Linked DNA regions of Mus musculus: all the other regions are linked to region 1. Evidence: chromatin contacts called from public HiChIP or PLAC-seq, Micro-C and promoter capture Hi-C data. All regions are on one chromosome and are shown on one strand. The core of a region is the stretch at or near the end of the contact, and the rest is flanking DNA. Distances in the headings are between cores, read along the strand shown.

Region 1 (2,700 bases), core at 14-2,513:
AACATCTGTGTCCAAATATAGCCAAGCCTGTTTATTTTATTTTAATTGAAAATCAAATGACTTTAGATGAACAAATCATTTAGAAACAGCACATTTTTAGGTAATTCTTAAGATCATTTTGCCAACCAAGAAAGCAGCTTGATGTCAGGCTGTCTTCATAGGATCTTCTGAGCTGTGATGCTATCAGCGTGAAATCAGGGAGAGCATTCAAAAAAAAAAAAAAATCAGGGATGGCTTGAAGTGATTTGCACAAGAATTCTCGTTCCACAGGAAACCCACGTTCTAGACACAGGCTGACCCTTCCCTTGTAAGTAAGCTCACTCACGTCATTTGCTTACTTTTTTCTCAGCACAATTAAAGATGCAATTCATTAAAAGTCACAAAACGTTGTTTTGACAGACATTTCTATTAATGCTAGCAAACACGGAGCCAGTTCTAAGCCAACGCCGCCCTCACCTCTGCAAGTGGGAGAGTGGCTTTCAGACCCTCAGAGTTCCCATGAGTGACTCACACCTGCAGTGATCTTCCAGTCTGGGGTCTGGCCTGACAAATGCTTATTCCTTTAGGCTCACTGTGGTTTCTTTTAGAGGCAAGCCTGTGTGCTCAACAGTTTATGAAAGGGTAATAGGAACAGGAAGATAGTCGTGTTGTTTTTTCCTCGACCCTTGAGGATTAAGAATAAAAATTAAGCCAATTAAGGGGCCCCGATTGCCCTGAATGTCTTAGGAGGAAATGACTTTTTAAGGCATGTGGGAGTTATTAAAAAAAATATATCCCTTGGAATATTTCCTTCTGTGTGTTGATACACAGAGGCCTGTGGAATGGGCTCTCAGAAGGAAACAGTGACTTGGATAGAAACCACGTTGCTGTTGTAAATAGAAAGAGGTCAAGAGAGAGGTCGTATGCAGTTTTCCAGTTATCTTCTCATTGTGAGAAGTCACTGAATTCAGATACATCATGAATACTCTGGATAATGAAGGATCCCCCCAAACCATGTGTGGTAAGAAAAACATCAGGGATCTTTCTTTTTTTTTCTTCCTTCCCCCCCTCCTCCCCTTTTATTCTATTTATTGACATTCACCTTGAACCGTACAGTTTGGTTGTCATACTTTTCGGTGTCTGATGTCACAGGCAAACCATGCAGTATCAATGAGACTGTGACAGGCCGGAAGAGAGAGGCTTAGCCTCGCCTTTTGCATAGCACAAACAGCCTAGTGTGTTGGTGTGAGGCTGATTGCCTTGTGAGGGACCGGCCTCCTGCCTGGGATGTTCTCCGTCCTCTGTCTGCCCCCTAGTGGAAAGGTGAGGAATATGTGGGAGTTCGCTGAGGGTGTCTGAACGGAATCTGAAGTAAGGCTTCTTGAGACCTTCCTTCTACAGCCCCGTTTTCAAGCATGGCCTCTTCTTCACTCGGAGGAGAAGAACGCCAGCTCATTGAGTATTCTGCAGCCTCCCTAGAATGAATACCTCCATTTTGGTGTGCTTTTTCTAAGGCCTTCAGTCTGCCTGTGACAACCCTAATCCCCACGTCACGACACTTTCGCATGTGCAATCAGCGCCAGACACTTTTCCCAGGACGTGAAAATTATTCTTAGAGTCCCACAAACTAAAGAGTCCCACAGCACAGTGCTGTGCTGTTGAGCATGCTGCCACCACAAAAGCCCTGCGTTTCCCAGAATGTGTCTCTGGGATTTGTCATTTATTCACGAGAAACCTGCTGGTTGCCAGACACTTGGTTCTGGAGACACACAAACACTTGGCCAAGGCTCCTTCCTAGGGAAGCCTGTGGCCCAGAGAAGGAACAGTCTATCCTTGATTGCCACAGGATTCGGTCTGTGTTCCTACATACCCACGCTGCGCTGCAGTAGCAAAACCCATGGGGGCAGAGCCAGGGGATTGGTTCCAAATTCTAGTCACAACAAAGCTAAGCCAGCGAGTGCTTTGTTCAAATGACTCAGGTAGATAAATGAGGCCAGCACAGGCCGTCCTGACACCACACACCTCTAGAATGCCCTGGCTGTGCTCGGAGCCTCTGATGTCACCCGGTATTTTCATCCCTCCCCAAGTCAGAGTGTTCTGTGTCAGCTATGCGGATGTTGCTAAGGGGCTGGCCAGTTTCGCGGTGCGCTCCCTTAGCCGACCTGCATGCTCTCCCTGCTCTGGTGGCAGTCGGCTCGTGCCAGCCCTCCGCACTGCTTCGCTCATTTCAAGCCTCACTTTGGTTTTTGTTTTCTTCTTGAATCCCATTTTCTGCATTGCTGATTCCCAGATATGAAAGACCTAGAAAGGACGGATGAGCATTTCAATGACCCCAAAGCACTCTGTGTCGGGTATACAGACTCATACTTAAGGGTAATGGTGTTATTATTGGTATCGGAAATGCTGGAAGAAGAAAAACAAGATTGATATTCGAGGCTTCTGGCTCATGACAAGAATTAATGCAGAGAGGGTGGAGTCAGTGCTAGCTTGATAGTGAGACATCCAATGCAGGAGGATGCCTGCACAGAGCCCGGACAAGATGGCCTGTTTCCTGGGCCTGAGGTGTTGTGTTCCTCTCTCACTGATGCCCAAATTGGGTGAATGGTCATCTTCGCTAGTCCTCTCAGGCCTCCTTGAGAAACGGAATTGGGAATGGAGGCCAATTAGCCACCACCATACTTTTAGATGTAAGATATTTTAACAGATAAGAAAAGAGTATTT
Region 2 (2,958 bases), core at 162-2,661, 260 kb before region 1:
GAGATCCCACCAGAGGACATCTTCAGTTCCACACAGACACAGCAGTTTCTCTAAAAGACATTGAACTGGTTTCTGACAGTGAAAGGCATTGGCTAATGAGTGTCCCTGACCCCATGGTGCTGAGACTAGCAAGCTTGTTTTGGGTTTATTTTATTGTTTATTTTAAGACAATTCACTATCTTTTATCACTACAAGGGTGGTCAAAGGTTGCCACCCAATTAAAATTACAAGGTATTAAAAGATAAGTAGCCCCCAACATTTATGTGGAATGAAGAACAACTTAAAATAGGTTTTTAAAACCTAAAACTAGGTCTACATATGCTATTTGGACTCTCCATAATGTGACTCAATGTATATAAATGCTGAGAGTTGTAGGTTTTCTGTTCTTCACTTTGGAGAGACCATGATTCTTCATGGTTGGGTAAGGAAACCAAACTTTGGGAATTTAAAGGATGGATGTGGGTGGTGGTAAGAATTGTATGGTCTTATTTTGGGACAGAAAGTAAGATTTGGCTTCACCTTTATTTCTTCTTCTGCCCTTTGTTATTACTTCAGTGACTCTGGCTGTCACTGTCTCCTTCCCTTGTGAGAGAACAGAAGAAACTTGCCATCAGTTTCCTGTCTGAAGGGGGCTTTGGCCCAAGAAGTCCTCTTATAGAATTGTCTGGCTTGCCTTTTTCTCCTCATCATGTTCTGTAGTAAAGGTTTTTGAAAGCCAGGGAAACAAAACTTCTCCAGCTTATCTCCTGAAGACAGAAAACATTCGGTTGCACCACGCTGTGAACACTTTAGGGCTTGAGTCTCATTCCAGAAGCATGGTGAGCTTCGCTACTTAAGATAGAAATTTCCCCGCTGTGTTCCTTCGGCAAGCAAACGGAAGATGTTGTGAGATCCTGAGCTCTGTGTAGACTCTAGCTTTTAATGCTCAGCGGTTGAAACTGCTACGCAAGAAGTCATTCTATTGGGTGTTTGGAAAAGATCCACTGAACAGCATCTTCCTAAATACGGTTGAAAGAAAGCAGGTTCCAAGTTAACAAGGTCAAAGCATGCTTGGAATGAGGCTTAATCAATTGTTTGGAAGCTACCACTTGCTAAACAGAAGGCTGAGGTTCACTGCATTAGTAGCTTCAAGGGTTCCTGAAACCCTCTGGATGTGATGACAGATGTTCAAGAACTTAATGCTTCTTGAGTGTGGTGCTGGTCAGATGTTGTAACTCAAGCCAGGTGAGTCATGTAGCAGCACATGACTGATAGGCAACTTCTGAACATTCTCAGCTAGGAAAAAAAAAATCTGACAATTTACAAAAAAAAAAAAAAAAAAAAAAAAAAAGAGGCCTAGTGGTACTCACAGTCATTCCACAAACACCTCACGTTGTGAAAGTTTCGGTTCTCAGTGAATGAGACCCTTGTGAATGAATGATTTTCTACTCCTGTGACTCATACTACATAAGACTATCTGTCATAGTTCTATTAACAGTCATACTGTGTTCTCTGGGATAAATATATATCCATTTAATGAGGGCATGGAGGAATGTGCAGCATTAAACAAATCTTATAGTAAAAAATACTCCTTGCCATCTGCCTGCTTTCTGGAGGTGGTTTTATTCTTATATTATTGCTGTTTCCTGTATCTTTTACTCTCAACGCCCCGCACTCTGGAAAGATTACTCATCCTTAACTTGAAATAATCCTTTAACTCTTTCACTGCCCAGCATCTTTTAAGCTTCTCCTAACTGAAGGAATGAGACACTCCACAACCAGGCACATAAAATTGAAACATACATAAGGCAATTCTCCCTTTTAAAGCCACCATTGACTTTATGCTGAAAATTACATGTCTGATAGATAACACCTCACTTACTATGAAAATAGCAATTTCAAATAGGTGATCCTAATTTTCTGTCTTTTTCTTCCAGTGTTTCAGTTCTGTATGTGTTATCCATTTTGATACCATCTGCAGCTTTTTAAAGGTTCTGGAGTTCTTAGTTCTTTATTCTTTTGTGTTGCAGGTTGGGAAATTTCTATCTGATCATCTGCAAATTCACTAGCTCCTTCCCTCACTGTTATCAGTAGATGTCCTGGAAGGCCAAACTCCTGGAATACAGGCCACCGACATCTCAGGGTGGGTCAGAAAACTCTAGGATTTCCCCTCCCCTATACTCTATCACTTCACAACAACCCTTTAATGGGTTACAATGGAAAGAAATGTAGGCGCCAGACACTGTCTGAGGGGCAGAGAGAGCCAAGGCTAAGAGAGGAGTTAGGAACAAGGGCACTAAAATATCTGAATCATTTGGAATTTATACAAGCTCTACGTGAAGTTCTGCTGTAAGCCAGATTAGTAGACATGCTCATTAAAGGCTTGTTTTACCTCAGAACCTACTATAGGTACAACCAGGTACCTGGTGTTTAGCCAGAGATTTCAGGTTATACTAAAAGAAAAGAAAAAAGAAAGGAAAAAGAAAGATACACTGTGAAGATATTCAGTAGCCACCAAAGCCAGCTTTAGATATGACATAGATGTTGGAATAACCAAAGAACTTAAAACATATTGATTAACATATCAAGGTCATTACTGGAAAAATGGACAGCATGGACCATCTGGTTAGTAATGTCATCAAAGAAAAAACTTGGGTTGGAGCAATTAAGAGCACTGGCTACCCTTATAGAGGACCCGGTTCCCAGCACCCACATGGTGGCTCACAACTATCTGAAACTCCAGTTCCAGGGGATCTGATGCCTTCTTCTGACTTTCATGGGTACCAGGCACACATGTGGCACATACACAAGAGAACACTCATATACTTTAGATAAATAGATAGATAGATAGATAGATAGATAGATAGATAGATAGATAGATAGATAGTAGATAATAACATTTTTATTAAAGGAAAAAACTACAAACAACAACAACAACAAAAAAGCCCAAAACTAAGGAGACTTTCCAATTTGATGTTG
Region 3 (2,785 bases), core at 135-2,634, 320 kb before region 1:
CTAGTACGTATTTATGCGAACATTCATTTTATTGTCTACTTTGAGATAAGGAAGAAAGCTTACTTTTAACAAAGGGGATATTACCCATTTTCATAAAAGTTTAACCTCATATAAACTATGGTGTAAAGAACATAGTCCTCTGAAGTTTAATGACTATAGTACTTTAACAAAATATGTTGGTATATTATACACCATGTCTTTGGTTCTCATTTCCTTGTAACATCTTGAAGGATATAAGCTGACAGATAACCCCAGCATAACTGAATTCTGGAAACATCAAAGCCATGTATCAAAAGCTATATTTTGTGTTCCCCGTGAAATTTCTTCAGCAACAATAGCAAACATTCCCATCTGTCAAGTTTATCTTAAGCTAGGAGATTCTCACATACTCTCCAGGCAACATTTAATCTTTTCCTTCTATCCTTATTACCCTCAGCTTAAGAATTCTGTTTTTCATGATAATAATAGAAGAGGGCTACTTATCGTGAATGTTTAGTTCAGCTTATTAGGGTGAGTGCTAATGTTTAAGGTCATAGATTTACCCTTATAGAAACTGCTTAACTCTTCTTTTGTTGTTTGTTTGTTTGTTTGTTTGTTTTTTGGTTTGATTTATAATGTTTTTGAGACAGGTTTCTTTGTGTAACAGCCCTGGCTGTTGTGGAACTTACTTTGTAGACCAGGGTGGCCTAAAACTCTTGAGATTTGCCTGCCTCTGCCTCCCAAGTACTGGGATTAAAGGACTGGTTAACGGCTTAATAGGCAGAAAGCCAAGGTTCCGAAGTCTAGTGGATCTCATTAAATTGAGCAGTGTTCAGAAAAGTTTATACTTAATTTACTTTCTTAAAGTCTCACTTTTAATTTTTATTGGCATCATTTTCCAAGAACACAGATTAGAAATAAAGGACACATTCTGGACTCTTTGAGAAAGTCTTCTGTGTAATGCAGACTGACCTCAAACTTGATCCTTCTCCTGCCTCAGTCTTCTAAGTGCTATTATGTGCTTCTACCACACCTGGTCATCACGAACTCTGTACTTTCTTACCCACATGTAATTAATTGTTCGTGATGAAGTTTGATCGTAACCCTAACCTCTCAAGCAGCCCCCTTTTATTGCTTCCATAGTCTGTCAACATTTGTCTCGTAATTGTTAAACATAGATAATAAATATGCTAATATATTGCAAAATAGTGCTAGTCTCTACTCTTCCCTCATCTTTCTTCATCCTCTACCGAAAATAAATCACTTTACTGGAGTAAGCTTTATAAAAGGCAACGCTGGGCCATGCTGATCTGCTCAAAGGATCAAGCCCTAACCTCTTAACCCAGCATACAAAGCTCTTCCTTATCTGGCTCCAGCCAATCTCTCGAGACCAGTCTTATCTCTAATCACCTCCCACATACACTCTGACCTCCCACATGAACTGCATGTGCTTCTTGCATTGTATCCTCATGCTCTGCTTAGTTAACTTTACACATATTAAGTCACCTCGTGGTGGTCTAGTAACTAAGTTCACATGTCACATTCTGAAGCAATCCTTGTTACCTCTCCTGATACCTTTATCAGCAATGGCAGGCCTTATTTGGTATTTTCTTAAAGATCTCACTATGTATCTGGTTGGTTGTCATTATTTTCTTCATTATTACATCTAGTTTATTTTGTGTATCATGGGGTGAAGGGCATATGCTATGGCACAATAATGGAGGTCAGAGGACAACATGTCAGAATCAGTTCTCTCATTTTACCATGTGGATCCTGGGAATGTCAGGCTTGGCACCAAGTGTTTTTTACCCCAGAGCTATTTCAACAGCCTCTCAAATAAAAATTGTCCAAGACAATTAAATTGTATACTGAGTTCCCAGATGTATAATGTATAAACAGAAAACTATCTGAGCAAGAAATGTAGTAATTTTTGTTTTACTCAACACATATTTCTGTATTGGTTTTGATTGTTCTTTTTACCTCTGTTAATCTTTCTAGTTGTGGGGTCTTTTCACTTTTTTTTATTTTTTAGTATTCGAAATATATACATGTATGATATGTGAGGCATACTTGTGCTCTTATGTGGGTACTGGTACATACATTGGTGAGATATTTCTGGAAATGCTGCTTAATTAATTAGTATGTGAAGTTTTTGTGAGATAAAATAACCATTGTTAAAAACTATGAGAATGGGGTCCTTTCCCAGAATTCCAAGTTAGTTTTCTATCTGGATTTTTGAACAAGTATGTGTGATGGTATGTTCATTAGTAAAACATGTAACGGGGTTTCTAATTTTAGTCTTTTAGTAAGTCCATAGCTGTTGACAAGATGTGTTTTGTCCCTCTGATGAATGATGAGGTTATAACTAAATCCTACAGTATAGTGGCCATCTCCTTTGTATTCTGGTCACCTCTCAACTTTTATGCTGAGTAGGGTTCTCATCTGTCTCCGCTTTTATCATGATACCACCCCACCCTGCCTCCTTAATCTTTAGCATTGTTTCTCTTATTCAGTTTTCACACATCCTATATTTACTGCATCCCTGTCTGCTTTTACCCTCTTTATCTTCTGTCCTCCAAGGTCCGTCCTGGATTAACTTCTGCTCTCCCGTTGCCTGTACATGGTATGCGGATCCTTTGTGTCTTATGCACTGTCGAGAAGATCTTCTTCAACTATTTGAACTGCTCAAATGTTCTAAGGAATAAAGCTCTTAGCTCATTTTACTTGTTCTCCTGCACAGACTCTTGTTGCTACTTTATAATATTTAAACTGTTGTTAAAATATTTTCTTAAATACTCCTTGGACT
Region 4 (2,842 bases), core at 283-2,782, 300 kb before region 1:
ATTTCCTTATAGAGTTTCAAGCATGTGGCTGGGTGTGGTAGCCCCTGCTTGTCACTGCATTCTTGGAACCTGAGAAAGGAGGCTAACTGTGAGTTTCAGGCCAGCGTGGCCTCTAGGGTAAAAAACTCTCATTCCCCCAGAGAAAACAGAGTAAAACTGTACTTTTCAATGATTTAGAAATTCATCTATTTGCCTTTAGTTTTCTGCTTGGGAAATAAGAAGTGTCTTCCTAAGTAACGTAATTAGTGCAGGGAGAAAGACCAAGGGAGCACAGACTGCCAGGTGGGATGGGCATACTGTGATGAGTTCCAGAGGAGCCAAGGCCATTTCCATGACCAGACCCTCTGCCTAGGAGAGTGTCTCACAAGCCTCATTTTGCCAAGCCTGACTTCGTGGCGTAACAATGTCAGTTCTTAGATGGACTGCTCACAGGACTCTGTGCCTAAGCTCAGCTTGGGCTGTAAGTGCAGATAGGGACATAGCTGCTCCTCTATGTAACCGTTCTGTCTAGGACCCGTGGGCAGCCGTGTGGCTGTAGCTATCTGCTACTTCTGAAGTGAAGCTGCATTTAAGAAGCTACTGTAAGGTCATGAGGAGGTCTGATGCTTTCTTCTGTCCGAGCGGGATCTAAGCAGCCGGCTTCTATGTCCTTATGTGTGGCTCCAGTCCTTATGTATAGCACATAGAGATCATTCTAGAAGCAGTCATCTCTGCTCTCTTCAGAGAGGCTCAATTAAGAGCCTGGTTTTTAAATTTTATTTGTTTGTTTGTTTTAAATTTTATTTGTATGTATTTACTTATCAAGACAGAGCTGACCTGGAACTTGCAATCTTCTTGCCTCATGATCTCAAGTGCTAGGATTATAGGTATATGTCACCACATGCAGACACACAAAAAAAGTCTTTTTAAATGCCCTTGAAGACTCACAAAGGTGTCAGGCAGGCAAGGCTCAGCTTCGAGTTCCAATGATTAACAGAATTCAGTGACGATTTACCATTCATCTAGTGTTTATTGAGTCTCTATTGTATACCAGGCACAGGTGTAGGTGCTGGGCTACAACAATCAAGAAACATTTTCCTCCCTGGCCTTCAGAAGCTCCCATTGCTAGCTCTCAAAAAGTCCAACACAGAACCAAAGCCCTTGGCAAGCACAGACGCTGCACTCAGCCAGTGGTACTTTCAGTAAATGTGTGCCCACGTTGCTTAGGAGACAGGCCATTTGGGTGTGCTATCCAGAGGACAGGGCACAGTTAGGCTTGGGATCAGAGGAACCTGAGCCTAGCCTGAGTACTTTTGGACTCTGTGACTAGCATACTTGCTGTGTGGCCCTGGACCACCACCTGACCCCCTGCATCTGTTTCATCTCTGACAAGGCAGGAATTTGACATTGTGTGCCTATCTCCAAGGGAAGTATGTGAATCAGTGTTTGGAAAGTCTGTGTCAGTTGAAAGGACAAATAAATGCACTGAGATGGGTGGCCAGCCCCGGTGCAGCTTGCTCACTGCTCGGCCTTTTCAGGCTACCCGTGTGTAAACACAGGACCATGTCGCTAACCACCAGCTGTACAAAGGCACACACAGGCTAAGGGGAGCCAGAGAGAAACAGCCAGGCCTTTGGGACAGGAGCTCTTTTCTCTGGCTCCTTATTTCACTCTTTCAAGGGAAGACTCATCCAGCAAATGCTGGAAGTACCCAGGACTGATGGGGTTCATTCCTTCAGCAGAAACAAAATGTTTTTTTGTGGCAGGCATTTACTTTCAGAGGTGCTATAAGCAGCCAGTGACTGTAGGCACATTTCCAGGTTCTTCAGGTGGAAGTCATATGACTCCCACAAAAGAGTTCGACCTGGTACCATTCAGCGCTTCAGGAGAAGCAGCAGCACTGGGTTTGAGTTATATAGGTCTCTGCCAACAGCTGAGAGAGAGGCAGAGTATAATTAATTACTAAGTTTTTCTCTCCCATCTGTCTGATGTCTTTCTGCATTTGGGAAACTACTAGATATTTTGATATGGTGATTTATAATGAATAAAGCTACTTCAAAACAGACAAGGGAAAGCCATGGTCTCGTTATACTAATAAAAATACATGGGAAAACTCAGCGTAAGGGCAGGACAAACAGAGTCTTGAAGGCTGTCATAGCAGAGTGTGACAAAAGAAAATTCAGGGATTCTCACTATATCACCTTTTCATACATTGACAGAAAACTATTATTCTTAAATAAGAAAAGAATCTAAGATTTACTCGTGTGTGTGTGTGTGTGTGTGTGTGTGTGCACGCACATGTACTATATGCAAGGCCCTGCGAAGGCCAGAAGAGGATGTTGGGTTCCAAAACGGGAGTTACAGTTCTTTAGTTGTGAGCCTTGAAGCGGGTGCTAGGATCTCAACTAGGGTCCAGTCAGGACCAACACAAACTCTTGACTGCTTGGCCATCTTTCTTGCCCCCTATTTAACAAGCAGAGGAACAAAAACCCATGCATAATAAACACATCCTGTCTCAAGAGGAATGAAAATGTGTTCTGAGAAAGGTATGAGGCCTGGCCAGTGGCTCAGGTAGATCTCTGCTTTCATCTCCACTGCTGTGACTTTTTTTTTTTTTTAATCAGTCTTTTCAGTGGCTCACACCTGTAATTCCAGCATTCAGGTAGAGGCCATCTGCCCTGGGGGTTGGGTGGGGGTGGGGGCTTAGAAACCCAGTCTCAAAAACACACAAACAACAACAACTCGAACAACCCTCTAAGACATCCTAGCTAAAGAGCAAATGTTTTTGGTTTCACTGACAACAATCAGGAGCTGGGCAGCTTGCTAATTTCTGACTTAGCAGCCAACTGTCTATCATTCCTGC

Evidence for each region. Hi-C and Micro-C count contacts between places; a contact is called where the count stands out from the background. HiChIP or PLAC-seq counts read pairs in DNA pulled down with a chosen protein or histone mark. Capture Hi-C pulls out chosen DNA fragments and counts their contacts.
Region 2: a contact with region 1 is called in a Micro-C map of the HL-1 cell line, with 5 times the contacts expected there. The contact joins two enhancer-like sites. A contact is called at or near these places in 1 of 15 datasets of contacts at CTCF or cohesin (the NIH/3T3 cell line), 8 of 484 Hi-C or Micro-C datasets (the HL-1 cell line, bone marrow-derived macrophages, brown adipocytes and 4 more), 2 of 115 datasets of contacts at active chromatin or transcription factors (astrocytes and stem cell-derived neural progenitor cells) and 1 of 9 other capture datasets (embryonic stem cells).
Region 3: a contact with region 1 is called in a promoter capture Hi-C map of adipose tissue, with 2.6 times the contacts expected there. The contact joins two enhancer-like sites. A contact is called at or near these places in 8 of 39 promoter capture datasets (the 3T3-L1 cell line, 3T3-L1-derived adipocytes, frontonasal cranial neural crest and 4 more), 106 of 484 Hi-C or Micro-C datasets (3T3-L1-derived adipocytes, the AML12 cell line, the AtT-20 cell line and 67 more), 24 of 115 datasets of contacts at active chromatin or transcription factors (the 230-238 cell line, T-cell acute lymphoblastic leukemia, VIP interneurons and 18 more) and 3 of 9 other capture datasets (adipose tissue, embryonic stem cells and pancreatic islet).
Region 4: a contact with region 1 is called in an H3K27ac HiChIP or PLAC-seq map of neural progenitor cells, with 7 times the contacts expected there. The contact joins two enhancer-like sites. A contact is called at or near these places in 1 of 15 datasets of contacts at CTCF or cohesin (the NIH/3T3 cell line), 16 of 484 Hi-C or Micro-C datasets (the AtT-20 cell line, B cells, Sertoli cells and 7 more), 8 of 115 datasets of contacts at active chromatin or transcription factors (embryonic basal ganglia, embryonic stem cells, extraembryonic endoderm stem cells and 3 more) and 1 of 9 other capture datasets (embryonic stem cells).

The regions. Positions count from the first base shown.
Region 1 is chr3:65,862,213-65,864,912 of GRCm38.p6, forward strand. No RefSeq gene overlaps it. Among named protein-coding and RNA genes, the nearest start is that of Gm35039, 65 kb to the right of the region's middle. Within about 2 kb of position 1,264, at least 111 of the 459 cell types and tissues checked have an H3K27ac peak or open chromatin away from gene starts, as enhancers often do. A contact at or near this core is called in the HL-1 cell line, the NIH/3T3 cell line, adipose tissue and 3 more, where this site is marked.
Region 2 is chr3:65,602,295-65,605,252 of GRCm38.p6, forward strand. No RefSeq gene overlaps it. Among named protein-coding and RNA genes, the nearest start is that of Gm34924, 23 kb to the left of the region's middle. Within about 2 kb of position 1,412, at least 39 of the 459 cell types and tissues checked have an H3K27ac peak or open chromatin away from gene starts, as enhancers often do. A contact at or near this core is called in the HL-1 cell line and the NIH/3T3 cell line, where this site is marked.
Region 3 is chr3:65,540,342-65,543,126 of GRCm38.p6, forward strand. The region is part of intron 2 of Tiparp (TCDD-inducible poly(ADP-ribose) polymerase); the gene reads left to right. Among named protein-coding and RNA genes, the nearest start is that of 4931440P22Rik, 12 kb to the left of the region's middle. Within about 2 kb of position 1,385, at least 17 of the 459 cell types and tissues checked have an H3K27ac peak or open chromatin away from gene starts, as enhancers often do. A contact at or near this core is called in adipose tissue and granulosa cells, where this site is marked.
Region 4 is chr3:65,562,894-65,565,735 of GRCm38.p6, forward strand. No RefSeq gene overlaps it. Among named protein-coding and RNA genes, the nearest start is that of Gm34924, 17 kb to the right of the region's middle. Within about 2 kb of position 1,533, at least 41 of the 459 cell types and tissues checked have an H3K27ac peak or open chromatin away from gene starts, as enhancers often do. A contact at or near this core is called in cortical neurons and neural progenitor cells, where this site is marked.